Regions from separate parts of the Oryctolagus cuniculus genome. Here region 2 is linked to region 1. Evidence: chromatin contacts called from public Hi-C data. All regions are on one chromosome and are shown on one strand. Each heading gives the region's core, a stretch centred on a gene start, on an enhancer-like site or on the middle of the called end of the contact. The rest is flanking DNA. Distances are from core to core; before and after follow the strand shown.

Evidence for each region. A called contact is a pair of places that touch in the nucleus more often than the background predicts.
Region 2: a contact with region 1 is called in a Hi-C map of an unstated tissue, with 7 times the contacts expected there. The contact joins two enhancer-like sites. A contact is called at or near these places in 2 of 6 Hi-C or Micro-C datasets (ear pinna and an unstated tissue).

The regions. Positions count from the first base shown.
Region 1 is chr18:41,785,152-41,789,442 of mOryCun1.1, reverse strand. NDRG4 (NDRG family member 4) reads right to left here. Exons shown (of 16, transcript XM_070061974.1): 3 at 1,579-1,623. Among named protein-coding and RNA genes, the nearest start is that of SETD6, 17 kb to the left of the region's middle. Within about 2 kb of position 1,327, at least 2 of the 8 cell types and tissues checked have an H3K27ac peak or open chromatin away from gene starts, as enhancers often do.
Region 2 is chr18:41,921,729-41,925,426 of mOryCun1.1, reverse strand. No RefSeq gene overlaps it. Among named protein-coding and RNA genes, the nearest start is that of SLC38A7, 21 kb to the left of the region's middle. Within about 2 kb of position 1,481, at least 1 of the 8 cell types and tissues checked has an H3K27ac peak or open chromatin away from gene starts, as enhancers often do.

The DNA.
Region 1 (4,291 bases), core at 78-2,577:
CTTGTCACGGTCAGCCGAGTGTCCCAACCTGGGCCTGTGGGCACCTTCACTCCCCCACACTCAGGGCTGCCGGCCTCACTGTAGCAGTGGTGCAGCCGGTGGAGCCGTGTGGCTGGAAGTCGCATCAGTGGCAGGGACCCAACCTGGACCCAGGTCTGTCTGGTTCCCGAGGGTCCCTCCTGCTCCCATGCACCACACGTCAGGGGTAACATCCCTGCATGCCCTGGCCCAGAAAACCACCGTGCTTGTGGCTGCTTTTCTAAAAAAAATCCCTAAAAAACCCTGCCCCCAGGGGTCTAACGGGTGGCCAGGAAGATGCGTTTCTACATGTGCGGCCCTGGGTCAGGTGTAGGGCCACATGGGCAGCTGCCCCAGGCATGGGTCTGGCAACTTGGGGGCAGGCAGCTGCCCACAGGGGCCAGCAGGAGGCCTGGTAGAAGCAGCTGGGCACTCAGAGGGGCAGCGGGGGGGGGGCCTCCTCTGCAACCCCAGGGCGTCCCTGCGTTGGGGGGGGGCTCTTCTGTGACCCCAGGCGTCCCTGCATCCCTCACTCCCCAACACCCTTGCCCCTGGCCTTGTGGGACCAGAGGATCCAGGTAGGGGCTGGCTGCTCCAGGATTTCACCCCATCCTTGTCTGGAGCAGACAGGACCAGAGCTCCTTGTTGCACCTGCTCCGACCATCTCCCGCCACATCCCTCCCATCCCCTGCCTGAGGCCCATTCCTTCCCCACTGCAAGTCCCAGCCTTCCCTGCCCAGCTCCAGAGTCCCTGGTGTTTGCAGGCAACTCTCCCTGGGGAGCTGGACACGAGCACACCGCGGGCGTCCTTGAAGCTGTGCGTGACCAAGGGATCAGCACACAGGCCCCAGGCCCTGGCTGCAGAACTGTGGCCTCTAGGGGAGAAGCCACAGGCAGCCCCACCTACACATCGCCCCTGAGTCCAGATCTCAAGGTCGGTGCTCTCATGGGGCTTGGAGACTGACCCTAAGGGAGGTCAGCAGGGCCAGTGGGACGTGGACCCAGTGGGGCTCCCTGTGGTGCCTCCTCGTAGCTGTTTTCTGAGACCTGGAAATGAATGGTCAGTGCTGGACTCGAGGAGAGAAACGGCCGGCTCAGCGAGCAAGACCTTGAAGAGCGGGACTAACCACCAGGAGCGAGCTCGGTTTGCACAGAGAATCGAGCTCGGTTTGCACAGAGAATCGGGTCTCCTAACTAAAGAGGCCATGGTTGTCTGGGCAACTGCTGCCATGGAAACAGGAGCTATTTTGGAGCAGCAACTGGGCTTTCATTGGAGGAAAACGCTGATTCAGATGACAACATCCCTCACTCCTGCTCCATCCTCACTCCCCCAGGCCCGCCCCTCCCTGCCAGGAAGTCAGAGCCTGGCCCCCACCTCCGGCGAGGGGCAGGCAGAGCTACAGCGAGCAGTGGGGGCGGTCCTGGGGGGTGGGAGGTGCCCAGCCCCGGCCACTCCAGGCTGGGGCACACAGAAGGGCTGTGACCCCACTATGGGACGTGGCCAGGGAGGGAAAGGGCAGCTGTCAGTCCCACATCTCAGGAGGCACAGCCTTGACCTACCTTCCAGTCTGTGTCCACAGTCGCGAGGAAGTTGTCGGTATTCTCCTATGGGAAGGCAAACAGAAGGGGTGGCAGGTTAGGCCCCAGTTGGCCCCGGGGGGGTTGGGAGGGCACAGGGTCTCCACCTCAAGCAGTCTCGCCGTTCCCCGATCTATCCAAATGTGAACCAAAGCGGCCAAGAAGGAGCAGGCATTCAGCCCAGGGCTGAGACGCCTGAATCCCACGCTGGAGCACCTGGGGTCAGTTCCTGGCTCCGGCTCCTGACTCCAGCTTCCCGCTAGTGCAGACCTCGGGAGGCAGTAGTGGTTGGGTTCCTGCCGCCCAGGTAGGAGATGCGAATTATGTTTCTGGCTCTCAGCTTCAGCCCAGCTATGGCAGGTATTTGGAGAGTGACCCAGTGGATGGAGCTCTGCCTGTCTGTCTACCAGAGAGAAGATGGGAGGCCAGGAGCCAGGCATCGGGCTATCACGTAGTAGGCAGATGAGCCTATGGGCTTCCCCATCGGTGAGAAGAGGCTCCGAGAGGCAGGGTCGCAGGCTGGAACGTGGTGGGATCTCTGACTCCACATACACTCTGCCCCCACGTCCTCTTCTCCTGAGCATCAGGGTCCGCCCGCCCATAGCTCTCTGCGTCCTGATGGAGAATCAGGTGTGTGCCAACAGCCCTGTGACCCAGCCCAACCCTGGAGCCCAGGCTGGGAGCTCGACCACTCCCAGGCACCAGTGGCCCTGACCCTGAGCCCCAGTTCCTTCAACCCCATCTAAGCACACACACTGGGCCCCTGGCTGCAGGCACAGCCAGGCGGAGTCTCTGTGCACTGCAAACAAGGGCCCCCAGGCAAGGCTTTGGTCTGGACGCCCTGGTGTTCGGCGCCTCTTTCTTGGGAATCCCAACCCCCCCAGCTGTGTCTCTGGGGGCAGCTCCAGCTGTGGGCACAAACAAAGGCACCAGGACAGAAGCAGGGGAGGGGGGTGGGGCGGGCATGACTATCTCCCCCGCTTTAGGGGTGGGGAAGCTGAGTCACAAGGGGGCTCTTCCCACCCGCACAGAGGCACTGTCAGGGTCTGCAGCACTGGCCACGCCCCCTAACCTGCCTGCTCTGTCCTCCCGAATCCCTAGGGCTCCCGCGCTACACTGGGGGGGGGGGGTGTTGTGTCCGTGATGGGCGCCTGGTGTGCGTGCTGGACTCCAGGGTGCGCCTGGCTGTGCTCTCAGCACGGATCCTGGCGTGGACTCAGTGCCTCCCAGACACAAACGGATCAGGATTCACCACCTGACCTCCCAGAGGAGGGGAGTGCCACTGGAGATGCGCCCCTGTGCCTGACTTGTTATGCTTTGCCCGATAAAAAAAAGCCAGCTGGGCCCGCTGGAGGGAGACCCCTGTCGGGGGACCAGACCACGCACGAGTAAAGCAGGGCTCACGGCCCCTTCCTTGCCTCTGCTGCCCTCTGCTGGGCAGGGAGTCCCCAAGCATTAGGCGAGAAGCCCAGCGTTGGCCACTGCCTGTCCCTGTGTCTTGTTCTGGGCAGTGCACGCTGCGGGGTCTCCTGGTGAACACACTGCGGATAAAGGAGACAGAGGCGGCGGCTGGAGGACGTGGAGCAGAAAGCCCTTCTGCACAGGGGTGGGAGGGACGAGACCCAAACAAGTTCAGCCACGTGCTCTCTCGGCCTCGCCTGCTGCTGCCTCCCAGGCCTGGGGGCTCTGCAGCTGCTCCTGGCCGAAGGGGACAGGGCCCAGGGGAGGGGCTGTGGCTGCTCAAGAATCCTCACCCAAAAAGCTGGCGCGGGGAGGCTGGAGAGGCAGCCACGGGCGCTTATCTCAGAGCAAGGAGGCGGCAGTCTTGTTGAGACAAAATCCGACAAAAAGGAGGCGGCAGATGATGGCGGGGTGTGCTGGGAGCTCCCAGGGAGGGGGGTGAGACACCCAGGAAATAGCAGGTGGGCAGGGCCCCAAAGCTAAGCAGCAGCAGGTGTAACTCAGGCCTGAGGCTGGGACACAGGACGTGAGCGGTGCTCAGAGGGCAAGAGTGGTCCCTCTGGTCCCGAAAGCACAGCCGTGGTTGGTGAGGCCACGCAGGGGGCCCGGGCAGCAGCAGGAGTAGCCGTGTAGCCCTGCCAGGTGCTCAGGTCTCCAGAGGTGGCCAGGTGAGGTGGGGGAGGGGAGAGGGGGGCTGTGTAGAAGCACCGTCAGCCCTCAGCATCCGAGGGGCTGCTTCCAGGACCCCCTCGGTATCAGAATCTATGAGCATTCAAGTCCCTCACATACAATGGTGTGGTGGGGCCGATGCTGTGGCGTAGCGGGTAAAGCTGCCACTGCGACACCAGCATCCCACATGAGCACTGGTTCGTGTCCCGGCTGCTCCACTTCTGATCCAGCTCTCTGCTGGTGGCCTGGGAAAAGCAGTGGAAGATGGCCCAAGTGTTTGGCCCCTGCCATCCACATGGGAGACCCAGATGAAGCTCCTGGGCCCTGGCTGAAGCCTGGCCCAGCCCTGGCAGTTGTGGCCACTGGCAAGTGACCCCTTGGATGGAATCTCTCTCTCCCTCTCTCTCTCCCTCTCTGCCATTCTTTCAAATAAGTAAGTACATCTTGAAAGGAAAAAAAAAATAAAAGAGGGTTAGCACTGTGCCATAGTGGATAACGCCAAGGCCTGCAGCACCAGCACCCCATGTGGGCGCCGGTTCAAGCCCTGGCTGCTCCACTTCTGATC
Region 2 (3,698 bases), core at 232-2,731, 140 kb before region 1:
CAGAAGCCGGGGCCCAGGGTCGCATGGGTCATCAGGCAGGAGCCAGGCAGCACTCTGACCACGCATGGATAACCTGGTGATGGGGGGCTCCCTCGCAGCCAGCTTGTGGTTTCTGACCCCAGTCACCTTCAAGCCTCCTGCTGGCACCAACACCAGATCCCAGAGCCCTTTCTGGCCACTGCTGGCTTGTGGCTCTTGGGAGAGTGGCTTCACTTCTCGAGGACTGTTTCTGTATCTCTAAAATGGGGGTGACAACCACTGACCTTATTTACTTCACAGGATAGAAGAGTGAGTGTACAGAAAGCACTTGGAAAAGCAACGGGGCTTGGGGCCAGCGTCGTTGCACAGCAGGTTAAACTGCCTCCTGCGATGCCAGTTTGCCATGTGAGTGCTGATTCCAGCCCCAGCTGCTCCACTTCCAATCCAGACCCCTACTGATACACTGGGAAAGCAGCAGAAGATGGCCCAAGTGCTTGGGTCCCTGCCACCCACATCGGGGAGAGCCAGACGGCATTCCGGGCTCCTGACTTCAGCCTGGCCTTGCCCAGGCCATTGCAGCCATTTGGAGAATGAACCAGTGAACAGAAGATCTCTTTCTCTCCTCCTCTTGAACTCTTTCAAATAAGTCTTCTTTAGAGAAAAGTAACAGGCCATGGTTACAAAACAAATGTGAAAACCCAGTTTCTTCTCCAGAGAATGCATGATGGCATCATTAAGTGTGGGCGGGGCCCTGAGGTCTGCATTGCTCCCAGTGATGCCAGTGGGCCAGGGCTGGATCCACCCAGCTGCAGGGGCCAGGCCTGCGTTGAATCCCAGTGGGACCTCTTGCACTGTGAGAACGCAGAGAGTGGGTTCACTTCTTGAGCATCCTTTTCCTCGCACATAAAGGAAGGGTGATGATGCCCACCTTGATGATGTAGTTGTTAAAACCTTGAGGATAAGGCCGGCGCCGTGGCTCAATAGGCTAATCCTCCACCTTGCGGCGCCGGCACACCGGGTTCTAGTCCCGGTTGGGGCGCCGGATTCTGTCCCGGTTGCCCCTCTTCCAGGCCAGCTCTCTGCTATGGCCAGGGAGTGCAGTGGAGGATGGCCCAGGTGCTTGGGCCCTGCACCCCATGGGAGACCAGGAAAAGCACCTGGATCCTGGCTCCTGCCATCGGATCAGCGCGGTGCGCCGGCTGCAGCGGCGGCCATTGGAGGGTGAACCAACGGCAAAGGAAGACCTTTCTCTCTCTGTCTCTCTCTCACTGTCCACTCTGCCTGTCCAAAAAAAAAAAAAAAAAAAAAAAAAAAAAAAAAAAAACAAAAAACCTTGAGGATAAATAGCATAGTAATAAATGTAGCAGGCTGGCACAGGGAGCAACTGCAGTTTGTTCCTGTGGTCGATAGAGGTCGCCCTTGCACAATTTATTTTGACATCAGTAGGGAGTCTGTGGATTAGGGAGAGTCCCAGCTTCTGAATCACTGGGCTCCTGGTGACTCAACTGCTGCTCTGGACGTATGAATGACACCCCTGCACGAGGGCAAGGCCACCTCTAAGTCATGGTGTGCAATCTGGTGGGGGAAATCAGACCAATCAATCACGGAAACTAATCCTGTAGGTATGTGTGTTAGATGTAGATATATACAAATCCCAATTTGGTAATAATTCCTGGGTATGGTGCAATGAAAAATCTTCAGAAGATGTGGAAGAGGACCAGAGACTGGGCTGCCAGGAAGAAGGCAGACCCCTATCCTCCAAACATGTGATTTCCTCGGGGAGGGGCCCGGAAGTCAAGCTGCCAGTTTGTGCATCTGCATGGCGGCTCAGAGTGCCTGGTTTCCAGACCCAGCTCCAGCTCTCGATTCCAACACACCCCAGGAGGCAGCAGGTGATGGCACAAGTAGTTGGGTCTCTGCCGCCCGCGAAGGAGACCTGCCTTGGGTTCCTGGCTCATTAGGGAGTGAATCAGTGGATGGGAACCCTCTGTCTTATCTGTCTCCTCTCTCTCTGTCTCTCTGTCTCTCTCTCTCTCCCTCCCTCTAAAATAATTAAATAAAAATTTAACAGTGAAAACAAACGATGTATTAGTTAGGGGAATGCTATCTATAACAGGGAAACCCTAAAACCCCAGTGACTTGACACATGAATGTCTCTCTTCCACATCACAGCTTAATGCAGGCTGTCCCAGGCAGGCACACGGAGGGTGGGGTGAGATGGGAACTTGGCAGAGCGTGGTCCACCCCCAGGGCAGATACTGAGGACGACTCACCGACTCACCCACACCCTCTTTGACTTTGTCTCTGGGCTGCCCTCTACTGAGCAGGCCCTCTGCCTCAGCCAGAGACTCCTATATCCCGGTCAGTGAGTGACAGGTGACACCCAGGGCCACCAGCACCCACTGCCCTGAGGCTACCAACCTGGCCTCTGAGCAAGGTTGACTTCAGGGTGTCCAGAGCACCTCCGAGATATGACTGAAGCCAGTATCTATGAAGACCATATATATATATTTTTTTTAAGATTTATTTTATTTATTTGAATTGCAGAGTTACAGAAAAAAAACAGAAACCTTCCATTTGCTGGTTCGCTCCCCAAATGGTCACAAAGGCCAGGGCTGGGCCGGGCTGAAGCCAGGAGCCAGGAGCTTCTTCCAGGTCTCCCACGTAGGTGCAGGGGCCCAAAGACTTGGGCCATCTTCCACTGCTCTCCCAGGTGCATTAGCAGGGAGGTAGAATGGAAATGGAGCAGTTGGCCAGCGCCGCGGCTCACTAGGCTAATCCTCCGCCTTGTGGCGCCGGAACACTGGGTTCTAGTTCCAGTTGGGGCGCCGGATTCTGTCCCGGTTGCCCCTCTTCCAGGCCAGCTCTCTGCTGTGGCCAGGGAGTACAGTGGAGGATGGCCCAAGTGCTTGGGCCCTGCACTCCACGGGAGACCAGAAGTACCTGGCTCCTGCCATTGGATCAGCGCAGTGCGCGGGCTGCAGCGCATCGGCCGCGGTGGCCATTGGAGGGTGAACCAACGGCAAAGGAAGACCTTTCTCTCTGTCTCTCTCTCTCACTGTCCACTCTGCCTGTCAAAAAAAAAAAAAAAGAAAAGAAAAAAGAAAAATGTGGTCCCTGGGGCTGGCATTATCCCATATGGGTGCTGGTTCAAGTCCTAACTGCTCCTTTTTCTTTTTTTTTTTTTTTTTTTTAATTTTTAGCTTTGACAGGCGCGCTGCGGCCGGCGCATTACACTGATCCGAAGGCAGGAGCCAGGTACTTCTCCTGGTCTCCCATGGGGTGCAGGGCCCAAGCACTTAGGCCACCCTCCGCTGCCTTCCCGGGCCACAGCAGAGAGCTGGCCTGGAAGAGAGGCAATCGGGACAGAATGCGGCGCCCCAACCGGGACTAGAACCCGGTGTGCCGGCGCCGCAAGGCGGAGGATTAGCCTAGTGAGCCACGGCACCGGCCCCACATTTTTTTTTTAAGTTTTTTTTTTTTTTTTGAAAGAGAGAGAGGGAGAAAGAGGTCTTCCATCACTGGTTCACTCCCCAGTTGACCGCAACGGCCGGTGCTGCACCAATCTGAAGCCAGGAGCCAGGAGCTTCCTCCAGGTTTCCCACATGGGTGCAGGGGCCTGAGGACTTGGGCCATTTTCCACTGCTTTCCCAGGCCACAGCAGAGAACTGGATTGCAAGAGAAGCAGTTGGGACAAGAACCCGGTGCCCATATGGTAT